Linked DNA regions of Sus scrofa: region 2 is linked to region 1. Evidence: chromatin contacts called from public Hi-C data. All regions are on one chromosome and are shown on one strand. The core of a region is the stretch at or near the end of the contact, and the rest is flanking DNA. Distances in the headings are between cores, read along the strand shown.

Region 1 (6,332 bases), core at 1,067-3,566:
TTCCTCTGTGGGTCGTCGTCTCAGAATTTACTCTCTCATTGTATGCCCTCAATCCCAGCTTTGATCCACATCCTCTGATCTCTCAAGCCAAGAAGTCCGTGACTTTCTGCTTGAGTTCCAGGTGTTCCATGCTCCTTGGACCAGGTGTACCCTCAGAGGAGAAGCCAGATGCATTTAGTTCTTTCGCAGTGCAGTCCCTTCTTGAAAGGGTCAAATAGCCTCCCCCTACTGCTTGCTTTTTGGCACTTTCCAGTGCCTTCAATTCAATATTTAAAAATATATTCATTTAGCATTTTCAATATATTCTTTTAAAAATACTTTGTCCAGAGTGTATACTTTTTTTTTTTTTTTGAAGTTAAACTGACACAGACTACTCTGCCACCCCTAGGAGGAGTGCAGGCCCTGGCATTCCCATCTTTATCTCCTTCTGCTCTCCCATCTGCTGCAGAAGCCAGAGGACAAGGGGACCCAGCTGATATCTGTGTATGTCAGCCTTCCAGGGCAGAGCTGACTGGAGCAGGGTGGAAGGTGGATCTGGAGGGGGTAACTTGAGAACATCCAGCAAAGCTGAGTAGGAGAATGAGACAAGGCCCTTGGGGAGGGTACTCTAAGCCCAGGGGCTAATGTGTCAAGGTACCTCGTGGCACGCTCAGAGAATCCAAGAGATTTTGTAAGGAGGAGGGCACAGAGTTTTATTTAGGGATGTGGCTAATAATAGAGCGTGTTCTTCACCTCCTGAAGCATTTAGACTTAGTGCTCTAGCTGTTGAGAACCCTGGAGGTCACCGGTAGGAAGGGCTGGATGAGGAGATGCACAAGACTCAGCAGCCAGGGAAGGAGGCGTTTCAGGATGGGAGGAGGGTCCCGGCATAAAGAGGAAGGATGATCCAGAAACATGGAAGCCTGGGGTCAGCATTGTGTGAACAGCGCCGTATACACTCTGCAGTAGCCATGGAGCCCACTGGACTGTTCGTTGTCACAGCCTTCATACAGAGAAGCACGGTAGGTTAATCACATTTAGCAGATTTCTGTCAAGGCAGGAACATACGTGGCTCCTTTCAGAAGGACTTCCATCTAAGGTGTTTATTTTTATTTTTTATTTTTTTTGCCATTTCTTGGGCTGCTCCCTCGGCATATGGAGGTTCCCAGGCTAGGGGTCGAATCGGAGCTGCAGCCACCGGCCTACGCCAGAGCCACAGCAACGCGGGATCCGAGCCGCGTCTGCGACCTACACCACAGCTCACGGCAACGCTGGATCCTTAACCCACTGAGCGAGGCCAGGGATTAAACCCACAACCCCATGGTTCCTAGTCAGATTCGTCAACCACTGCGCCATGACGGGAACTAAAGTGTTTATATTATACAAAAAGTTTTGATACTTAGAGAAATAATATTTAAGAATCTGGAATATTTGCTTGTATGAAACATCTCCCCCTGCCCCCGACAAGTCTGGGTACATGAAGCTTTGTTACATTTATTAGTAATTATTAAGGTTACTATTATTAGCAAGAATCAAGGTCATATAGAATAAAGACCCTCCTAAACCAAAGCCGTCATGTTTCATATTGAGCGCTGGTTAGAAAACATCAAATAGGTAGATCTTTTATTACCACCCTTGGTTGCTGGTGTGTTTGGAGCGCACGGGTCTCTGAGCAGGACCCTCAGCCTTCACGTCCAGCTTGTTTGGATGCTCATTTGGTTTAGTACGCGTTTTAACTCACAGCTGGGGCACAGTCAACTTTATTAATTAATTTATTTTGCTGTCGTGGGCATCATTCCACTTTAATATTTTTGAAACAGTCTCAAACTTAGAGAAATTTCAACACCGAAAAATTTTTTTCCTGAATTACTTCAGAGTTAAGTGACCATTTCAGAGTAAGTGACTAACTTGTTGACTCATCACCTCCCAATATTTTAGTATCTATTTCCTACAAACAAAGCTCTTCTCTCATATCACCACGATCAGTCATCAAACCCAGGAAGTTAATACTGATATGTGACTATTGTCTACTGTATCCTTGGATTTCAGTTGTTTTGCCATTTGTCTAAGGTCCTTTCCAGCAAAAAGATCCACTTCAGAATCATGTCTTGCATTTAGTTGTCACGTCTTTAGTATCCTTCAGTCTAGAGCAGTTCCTCATCTTTTCCTTGATTTTCATGACCTTGACATATTCAGTTTCTGCCCAGTTGTTTAGTAGAATATCCCTCAATGTCAGTTTGTTGATGTTTCCTCATGCTTATCTTCAGACTACCCCTCTTTGGCAGGAATATCATGGAAATAAAGGTTCAAGGTCAACTTTGGCTGAGTCTGAAATCTGGATTCGCTTGATCTGAGTCATGCTGTGTTAGCTGCTGGTTTAAATATTTGCTTGAGAGATGAGGAGCAATTAGCATGTTGCTTCATGTTCCTTGTCCTCTTTTCTTCTTCCACCTTCTGCTCTCTCAGCCCATCTCCAGGTAGAGGTTCTGTCCTTCTCTGACATTGAAGTACACTGTCAATCTTAGTCTTCTCTTTTATAGACCCTCGTTGGTTTTTCCAAACTATGTACTCCATTCGTAGAGCTACTCAAAGTACCAGCCAGTTGGAACAGAAACCAGAGCACAGAGCTGCCTTCCAGTATCAGCTGGCTGAACATATGCGCCAGTAGGATAGATGTTTTAACGAGGCAGGCCTGGTTTGGACCTCTACTTTAGAACCTGCCCACCCAACACTTTCTGGCATTTTGATGCCATCCGCTGACTAAGATCTTTCTGTTTAGGATGTTAATCAGAATCTCTTTCATAGGATAATAACAGTTCCCATCTATGCAAATTTGGGAAGGACTAAACACAGTAGAATGTAAATTCTGTTAAGTTCAGCTCTAGAATGTAGAAGATGTTCAATAGAATTTAGCTGCCAGTTGTTACCTGCAAGTAAAGAGAATTGCTTGACTTTGCTCAATCTAGCATTTTGTAAACTTGTTAAACCACAGCAGTACTATTTCTAGAGCCCTCTGTTAACATTTTAAGGAATGCTGCTGCTTATTTTAAAGAATCCAGCTGGGGAAGCTCTGAATTAAGACCTGAACAGAATTCAGCTGCTGACTGTTCACAGTGAGTGAATAAATCAGGGATGCTTGCACTAGGAGTTGGGGTTCTGGATCTTAGCTTAGTCCTTACCGCACCTTGAAACTGCTTGAATAAAAAGGGAGAGGTTTCATTTTAAGACACAAGACAGACGTGAAGAAAGTCATCTTTGTACAAAGCCTGGAGTTTGCTCATCTCTTCCTTGCAATCACATCCCCAGGTGACTCAGTTCAGGGGGAGCTACCTGAAGGTCTCAGGACCAGCTTTAAAGGATGTCACCCAGTTGGAGAAATTAGAATTTACATGCTCCTTCTGACTTTGGTCTTTCAGAAGTAATGCAGCCAGAAGTTGTCCTCCTGTGTTCCCTGGTCTCCGTCTCCCTCTGTCTTGGGGCTGCCTCACTGCCCAGCAGAGCGTACAGGGTGCCTGCTGCCTGCCTTTGCCCTTCCCCCTTTGGGCTTTGGTGTCTGTGTTTACTTGACACTGTGCCTGACGGGAACACAGACCCCTGGGATATGAGGTCAGCGAGTGTCCAGAACATTCTGTGGGGGTCAGGTCGCCAAGCTTTCCAGAGCCACATCCGGTCAGGCACTGGTGGGACATCAAGGTCAAGGGCAGATATTGCTCACTTGATCACCTGAAAGCCAGGGATGATTATGTCATTATGTATGAGCATTTCTCAACTAAGCCTTCAAGAGTGTTGGGTGATGAGAAGCATCCATATATGACGTGTGTGCGACACATTCAAATGTATCAGATGACTGAATTCCCTGCCTAAGCATCGGGAGAATTTTTAAAAGTCATTCTCATGTCCTTGTGCTCCACACCCACTAATTCCAGGAGTCCCCGTCCACAGCGTTGTCTCCACCCCGCTTCTCCTCACAAGCAGGCTGGGTGGCGCTTCTGGCTGAGGTTTGCTGTCTGCCAGCGCTCACACCTGCAGTGTTGTTCCCGTCCTTAAAAGAGCAGCCGGGGGCTGTAGTGGGAGATGCATGTGGGGTCAGAACTTGACTTCATGATCTTCCCAGGACTGCTTTTGTTTAATGATCCATGTTGTGGTAGGTAATGAGAGAGAGAAAAAAAAATATGCTTCTGTTTGCAGGCAGTGACACTTTAGGCTAGGAGATCTGAGTTCATTTAGCAGTCAAGGGCATTGCTATAGGGGCAGACCTGAGCCCAGGATGGAGACAGTCCTTTCGGCAACCTGTGGCCAAACCCCACCCCAAAGAAGTCTGCCAGACGATATGGTGACGATATGGCCATGCACGGGGCTGGACCCCGGCGCTCGCCCAGGCCTGCTGCCTGTTAGGAAGCCACTTGCCCTCTGCATCTCCTCGGAGTTCTCTAGGATAAGGATGAAGACGTTCCATTTCACTTTACACAAGGCTGAAATACGTCAGAAAGTGGCCAAGTGTGAATGGCATGAAGGCAGGCCCCGTACCGAAGAGCAGACGTTGGGGTGTCTGCCAGCTAGAGAACCTCTCTTTTGATGTTGAAAAATTTGTGCTAGCATGTGATTTATGGAAGTTCCTGCTGTTACCCTCAATGGTAGACTTTTAATTTCATGCTTCAAAAGGGAATTGAATGAAAACAGCATCTGTATTTTTAGTGTACAGGGGTCACGTGTAGTGTTCATCAGATGCATAATATCCTTTAGCCTTTGGCCTACCCGTGCAGCATGCCCAGCCTGCTTTCTTCTGCAGTCCGCTCTCTCCCATGGCCTTGGAGGGCAGGACCAAGGTTCCTTTTCAGGTTCTTATTACTAATAATTCAAGATGAAGCTGCTGCCGATTCTGCCCTGATAGGGAGAGGCCAGTCCTGGACCCATCTCTTTTCTTACCTGCCTGTCATCCAACGTTTCCTTTCCTCGGTCTCCCCTTTAACTGAAGTGGGGGTTAAAGGCCATGTCTTTTCAAAAGGCTCTTAAAAAATGCTGCCCAACACCCTCTGCTTTCCTCATTCGCACTGGAAACCACTGGTTTCCAGTAAGGAAGATGGAACGATCTTATGATAGGTTTGCATACATGACCACCACAGGCCAAGCCCTGGGACCACCTGGCCTTACGCTTAACTTTTTTTTCTTTCTCTTGCACTTGACTCTGATAACTTGCTCCCACTGGCCTCCATCTGAGGGCTTTCCAGGCGTTCTCAGATATCCAGACGCCCCTGGGAACTAGATGACTGCCGGGTTATTCGCTCTCACTTTACAGAACAGCTGAGGCATGTAGGATTCTCTGCTTACTTGTTTGGAACACAACCATTGAGGAATTCACTGATGCATGTGTCTCCCCAAAGAGAAATGAGAAAGACTCACTGTCACAGTGAAGGGCCATGTCAGGAATGGCAACTCTTTATGCTCAGTTGAAAAAGAACTAGATTTTTTTTTTTTAAACTGAAGTATAGTTGATGTACAATATTATATGAGGTTATTGATGTACAGTATATTGGGTCATAATTTTTTTTTAGTGGGTCATGATTTTTAAAAGTTAGGCTTCATCTATGGTGATTATAAAATATGGCCTATATTCCCCACATTCTGCAATATATCTTTTAGTACCTAATACCTAGGTATGTTATTAGGTATGTTTTATACCTAGGAGTTTGGACTTCTTCCTCCCCAACCCCTACTCCCCTCCCCTCCCCTCTCCCCACGGGTAACCACTAGTGTGTTCTCTATACGGGGGACTCCACTTTGGAAAAGAACTAGCTTTCTATTTAGCTTTCCCCATGATAGACAATTAAAACGAAACCACACAAACAAACAGACGTGGCTGTGAGGTGCTATTAGAGAGACAGGCCAAAGGCAAGATGGCTTTCTTTGACTTGGAATAGCTGCCCCTGGCCAGCTCCAGAGGCCAGAAGCAAGAGAACTGAGAGGAAATGATGGGAGAGCCTGCGTCCTCATTCTGGCGGGCTGCCCAGACTGAGTGGCAGATGGTGAATGATTTCCACCTTGTTTGAATGAGAGGCACCTGATTGGATACACAGCACAAACCATTACCACCTCGGGGCTCATCCCCCAGGGCGTCCACTTCTCTGCTGCCTTGTGTAGTGTCTGTCTCCGTGCCCGTGTGGAGCGGCCGTGCTCTTTCATGGAGATTGTAAACTCCTAGGGCTCATGAACCATATTGTTCTCTCTCTCTTTTTTTTTTCCCCATTTCTAGGGCCACTCTCATGGCATATGGAGGTTCCCAGGCTAGGGGTCGAATTGGAGCTGTAGCCAGCTGCATCTGCAACCTACACCACAGCTCACAGCAATGCCGGATC
Region 2 (5,847 bases), core at 2,756-5,255, 87 kb after region 1:
GCCTTTGATTTAAAGAAAGAGAACTGAGATGGCTTCAGACACTCGTCCAAACCTGTGACGCTAACTTAACAACAAGGAATTTAACATGCTAGATTTAAAATATCCCTGCCCAATACACGAAGGGTTATTAGTGTTTAATACCAGGCAATGGGTATTTAAAAATGCATTATAAAGAAAGCTGGAAAATCCTGTTAAAATTTAACTATCAGTTACATATCCTTTTTAAACCTTGTTATTTACAATTATATTTAACTTGGAACTAACAGATTCCTGACTTTCTCTTCTTAAAAGAAGATGAATGTCTTAACTCTGCTCTCTTTTGTTGGCCAAGTACAGTGACAAAATACCACATAAAGAATCATTGGCTGTCAAAAACCTAAGTGATACCAATTGCAAAGTACTAAGAAACAGAAATTGAGCAATGATGAAGAGTTCTATTGACTTTATCCCTCCAAAATAATTTTACATAAAATCTTTAAACTCAAAATTGGGAAAGAAAAATTGAGATGAGTTCTACCGTGCAAAACTAAAGACCATTACACAGTTTCCTTTAAACATGATCATCCTTTTCTTCAAATACAAGTGTTGAAAATAAATCTGTGTCATATCTAGGCAGGATAGCATCAGAAATTTCAGGACTTGTGTTCTTCATGTTTTTAACTCCTATAACAGCCATATTAATCTAAATTTCCAAGATGCCAATAGCTGGGTTTAAGAGACATCATCACACTGAAAAGGTGGACTCTGTTGTAACCGCTTATTAAAAACAAACCAGGCCAAACTTGTGGTTTAAAAATTGGGACCAGATGATGCTTAATAAGCATGAAATGGTTTCGGTGTTACAAATGAGAACCAGGTGTGGAGAAAAGCGGCTTGGAGCTGAGCACGGCCACCTACAAGCAGGGCTCATCTTCCCAAAGGGTGAGAGTTGGTCATCAATGATATACCTGGCCACTGTCTGGTCTGTCTTGTCGCCCCAACTCACTGTAAAGGAAAAGCCAAAAATTTGAAGAAGCCTGTCTCTAAAATTATGTATGTGTTCTGGAGTTCCCACTGTGGCTTAGTGGTAATGAACCTGACTAGTATTCATGAAGACATGGGTCTGATCCGTGGCCCTGCACAGTTGGCTAAAGGATCTGGCGTTGCCGTGAGTTGTGGTATAGGTCGCAGACGTGGCTCAGATCCTGTGTTGCTGTGGCTATGGTGTAGACCAGCAGCTGCAGCTCCAATTTGACCCCTAGCCTGGGAACTTCCATGCCTTGGATGTGGCCCTAAAAAATAAATAAATAAATGATTAAATTAAATTAAAAAATAAAAAATTATATATGTTCTGAAATCAAACTGCCTACAAGTAGACAGGAAATGAATGCACAGTGGCAGTGCCATTATTAGAGCTTCTGAATAGAATGGCTCCTTCCCTAAGTGCCCAGCCATGAAAGGAACCAAATGATCAGCAAGGTGATTCTGAATTTTCCTTTAACAAACCTTTCTCTTTTAGTGAATGCTGGGGCTGGGGGATGGCAGTGGGGTTGGGAATTGGGTGACCTCTGGCAAGTTCATCTCTCTGGGCCTTGACTGTCTCATCTGTAAAATTGGGGCTGGGGCCTTATGATCTAAGGTCTCTCAGGAACAGGACTCTATGGTGCTATCTTCAAAATATGTCTGTGCTCTTATTTTTTGGCTCAGACTTCAAAGGAGAAGAATAAACAAATCTGTTGCTCAAGAAAAAAAAATCAGTTCTGCTGTTCTCCCCTCTATTCATACCAACTCATTAAAGCAGTTTTCTAAGCCAAATCTCTCTCAGTTGTCCTTCAATGGGGGGGGGGTGTCTATATGAAATAATCCCACCTGGCTGAGAAAACAGTAGTAGGAGACAGACTGTACTCTCAAGGGGCCAACAATGCTACAACCCAGTGGTTGCCAGTTTTCATCATACACCAGAATCCTCTGAAGGGCTTGTTAAAACACAGATACCTGGGTCGCAGCTTTAGAATTCTGACTCAGTAAGTCTGGGGTGGGGCCCAAGAACTTGCATTTCTAAGAAGCTCCCAGGTCATGCTGATGCTGTTGGTCTGGGACCACACTTTAGGAACCACTGCCATATGAACCTAAAAATACCAGTAGTCTAGGTGAACAAACATGACATTATTATCTAAGAGCCATGGTTATTTCTATTGGATTTTGAAATAGAACACTGTGTTAGGCACCACAGAATGTAGATAACTTAAAATATGGAGATGTCTTTCAAACTAAACCCTGCTGTTTTTCTGTATTTGAGTAGAACTAAATACATACAGAAGAGGCGCCTTCTGGCAAACTCATGGTAATGACATTAAAGTTATATTGGCTGCCATCCCCAACTCTGTTCTCAGGGCAGGTTATATAACTGGTGGGGTTCCTTGTTAAAAATTTATTTAAAATTTCAAGATGGTAACAGCAGAGCAGTAAACCAAATACAGGGTCCTTCTGAGCTCAGGGCTCTGTGTAACTGCATGGATCACACAACCATGAAGCTGGTCCTGCCTATTCTTGTCCTTTGGATCAGGAACACTCGCTTTATAAGTATCAGCTTCTAGGAGTCAGGGTTTAGCAACCACCACTTCCACATAGGATAATTGAGGACATTTGTCAGCAATAACAAAGTTAAGTATCTACTGAATAATTCAGTACATTATGTCATTCAAAGAGAGTTAAGACTCAGATCCTGCCCTACAGAAATTTGTAATTTGATGAAAAAACAGAGTATATATTTAAGGCCCATGAAGGCAAGAAAATACTGGATTTATTTATCACTCCATGCTTAGGACCTAGCACAGTGCTTAAACAAATTAGATGTTGTAATGAATTGAGTGAAAGACAGAATTTCTCTCTAGTGACTGTCTCTGTGGGCTGGGTAACAAGTTAAAGAATGAGAATTCTCATTTCAGCAAGTGGTGCTGGGAAAACTGGGCAGCCGCATGTAAATCAATGAAATTGGGACACACCCTCATACCATGCACAAAAATAAACTCAAAATGGCTTATAGACTTAAATTAAACAAGACACCATCAAACTCCTAGAAGAGAACATAGGCAAAACATTCTCTGACATCAGCCTTACAAGTGTTTTCTCAGGTCAGTCTCCCAAGGCCACAGAAATAAAAGCAAAAATAAACCAATGGGACCCAATTAAACCGACAAGCTTTTTCACAGAAAAGGAAACCATTAAAAAACAAAAAGACAGCTTACAGAATGGGAGAGAATAGTTGCAAATGATGCAACTGAAAACGGCTTAATATCTAAAATATACAAACATGTATTTGTATATAGATATGGGGGAGGGAGAGAGAGAAACAGACAAACATGCTCTCTCATGTCTCTTATAAGGGCACTAACCCCATTATGAAAGCCCCAGCTCAGTGACCTCATCTAACCCTAACTGCCTCCCAAAGGCTCCATCTCCAAATACCATCACATGGGGGAGGATTAGGGCTCAATATATGAATTTTGGGGTATGCACTTTCAGTCTCTAATGATGAGTAAGATATGAACCCTACTTTAAAGGGGTGTTTAGTCTAGATAAGAAACAGATTTTTTCGTATGTTTGTATGTGTGTGTTTGAATCTCTGGTAGAACATATCATATGAAGCTACAGATAAATCACTGAGAATCTAGGTAAGTAATCTCTGTGTTGTGTTGTGCTGGGCTGGGGGAAGGAGATATTGGAAGAATAATCAAGGAGAAGATGTTTCTTACACCAAGTCTTAAAAAGCCTATAAATCTGAACACAAAGAGATTGGGGGAGGGATTCTAATAGTGGGAACAACACAAACACAGACAGAAATGTTAAATGTTTCTAGTGAATACTGGAAAATTCCATTTGGCTGAATACAGAATGGCTAGTGGCCAGATCCTGGAGTGATCTTAATTTTAGGCTAAGGAGTTAGGATTTTATTGTATCAGCATTGGAGCCATTGACTTTGGGGGTGAGGAGTAATATAATAAAAACTGTGTTATGGGATGATTAATCTGAGTGTAATGCATGCTCTGGAATGGAACATAGAGAGAAGAGAGCCATGAAATTCTTAGAGAGCCTAGCAATACTCTTGGTGAGGATAATAAAATCTTGACCAGTGTAGTGGCAGAGGGAATGAAGGAAAAATCACACAAGGCTTTTGGGGGAGCAGATGGGTAGATTCACTAACTGTTCCATATGAAGGAGCAATGGGAGAGAGCCAAAGGTAATTCTGGAGTTTTAAGCTCAAGTGGTTAGACAGATGCTGGTAACCCAAATATAAGCAGGGCATGTAAGAGCAAGAGCTGGTCTGGAAGCTGGGCTTGTGGGTAAGTTAGGTGGTCATGTTGAATTCTATCATGCACAAGTTGAGTTTGAGGTACCAGAATTACACCCCGGTTAAGCTGAGAAAGATGATTTGAGAGCAGAGGCAGGGCCTCTTCCCTCTTGGGAACCATTCACAGAGTGGCAACATTTGCCGTCTTGGAAGGGAACAGATTTCCCCAAGAGAGACTAGAGAAAGCAGAGAAGACAGGTGAGGGCAGGACAGTCCCAAGCAGGGAGTTCTGTTGTTTAGTGAGGAAAGGAGGATGTGGACCAGGGAAAGACGAATCAGAGCCACCAGAAAGAACCATGATGACACAGATTTTCATTTGTTTTTGCCAAAAGGAGTTTCAAGGAAGATGGGGCAGGTGGTCAACGGTATCAGATGCTACCAAGACATCAAGGAGTCTAAGGATGGAGAAGTGGCCATTGAATTGGGCAATGAGGAAATCACTGGTGACTTTTGAGAGGATTATTAGCAGAGACTGAACTGTAACGCTTACCCGCAGTCCAGGGATATCCTGCTTTAACCACCCCCCCTGCCCTTTTGGGATGCATTCACACAGCAAATCCAGTGCAGACACATGTCCAGTGCATCCACTGATGCACGAGGTGGGCAGACATTTGTACACATTTTATACAACTTTTTTTCTCATCATAGGCAAAAAGGAGACCAGTACTCTTGAATTCAGAGTCTAAAGACTGAATGATGACATTTAAAATTTGAACCAGTAAACATTAAAAATTCTTTCAGTTCCATTCCAATTCAGAAGATCTATACATCTGAAAGAGAGACCTAACTATGAGGCAGAAGCTGCCCTCTAAGTAAGATCCTTGGTTTGAACAATCGCTCAGTGAGCAGCCTCTTTTCTGTGAGCTGTCCTGCAGCCAAACATGTTTTTGAGCTTTGAAAAAAGAAGTGCAAAGACATAAAGGCTGAGGACATACAGGAGGACGAGTGTTTGCCCTGCAAGCATCATCCCGGAGATCTCACTCGTGGACTGGGCAGCCCTGCTACAGGTTGAGAGAATCCTAACCAATGACAGTTGCAAACACAAACAATTGCTGGGCTTTTGGCACAAGGCTTTGTGTTCACACACTGCTGAAAGTGTTCATGGAGCCAAAGGCTGCCAACAGCAGCCTTCACTGGGTGAGATCTGTGCCAGGAGAAAGGGTTGGAGGGCCTTTTACTCATTTGGTAATTACACAGTAATGGGTACTTCGTGTATTTGTAGCAATGGAGAGTGGGAGTGAAAGGCAGGCACTTAGTGCAGTGACAGGTCTGGCGGTGTGGCTGGGCTCACGGGCACCACCGCGGTCTCTTTGGGGGCAGCCTTTCCGGCCCTGGCCCTGGCTGGCATCAGGTATGAGAAGAAATGAGAGGGCAATCTGGCATTTTCATATTTGTTTATTTTAACCTCTCGGGCCTGCTGAAAACAACTGGAATCTTCTGAGTTGCTGAAAGCACATAGGCTTCTTTGATGGAGCTCTTGGCCCTTGCCACCCTACAGCCAAAGGGGCTCATTGATT

The links. Hi-C and Micro-C count contacts between places; a contact is called where the count stands out from the background.
Region 2: a Hi-C map of embryonic fibroblasts shows a contact between it and region 1, with 3 times the contacts expected there. The contact joins two enhancer-like sites. A contact is called at or near these places in 5 of 47 Hi-C or Micro-C datasets (embryonic fibroblasts, liver and skeletal muscle).

What each region holds. Positions count from the first base shown.
Region 1 is chr16:18,901,790-18,908,121 of Sscrofa11.1, forward strand. The region is part of intron 3 of NPR3 (atrial natriuretic peptide receptor 3); the gene reads left to right. Among named protein-coding and RNA genes, the nearest start is that of NPR3, 63 kb to the left of the region's middle. Within about 2 kb of position 2,317, at least 10 of the 83 cell types and tissues checked have an H3K27ac peak or open chromatin away from gene starts, as enhancers often do. A contact at or near this core is called in embryonic fibroblasts, where this site is marked.
Region 2 is chr16:18,986,831-18,992,677 of Sscrofa11.1, forward strand. All of the region lies in intron 2 of LOC102162488 (a long non-coding RNA gene), which reads right to left. Among named protein-coding and RNA genes, the nearest start is that of NPR3, 150 kb to the left of the region's middle. Within about 2 kb of position 4,006, at least 2 of the 83 cell types and tissues checked have an H3K27ac peak or open chromatin away from gene starts, as enhancers often do. A contact at or near this core is called in embryonic fibroblasts, where this site is marked.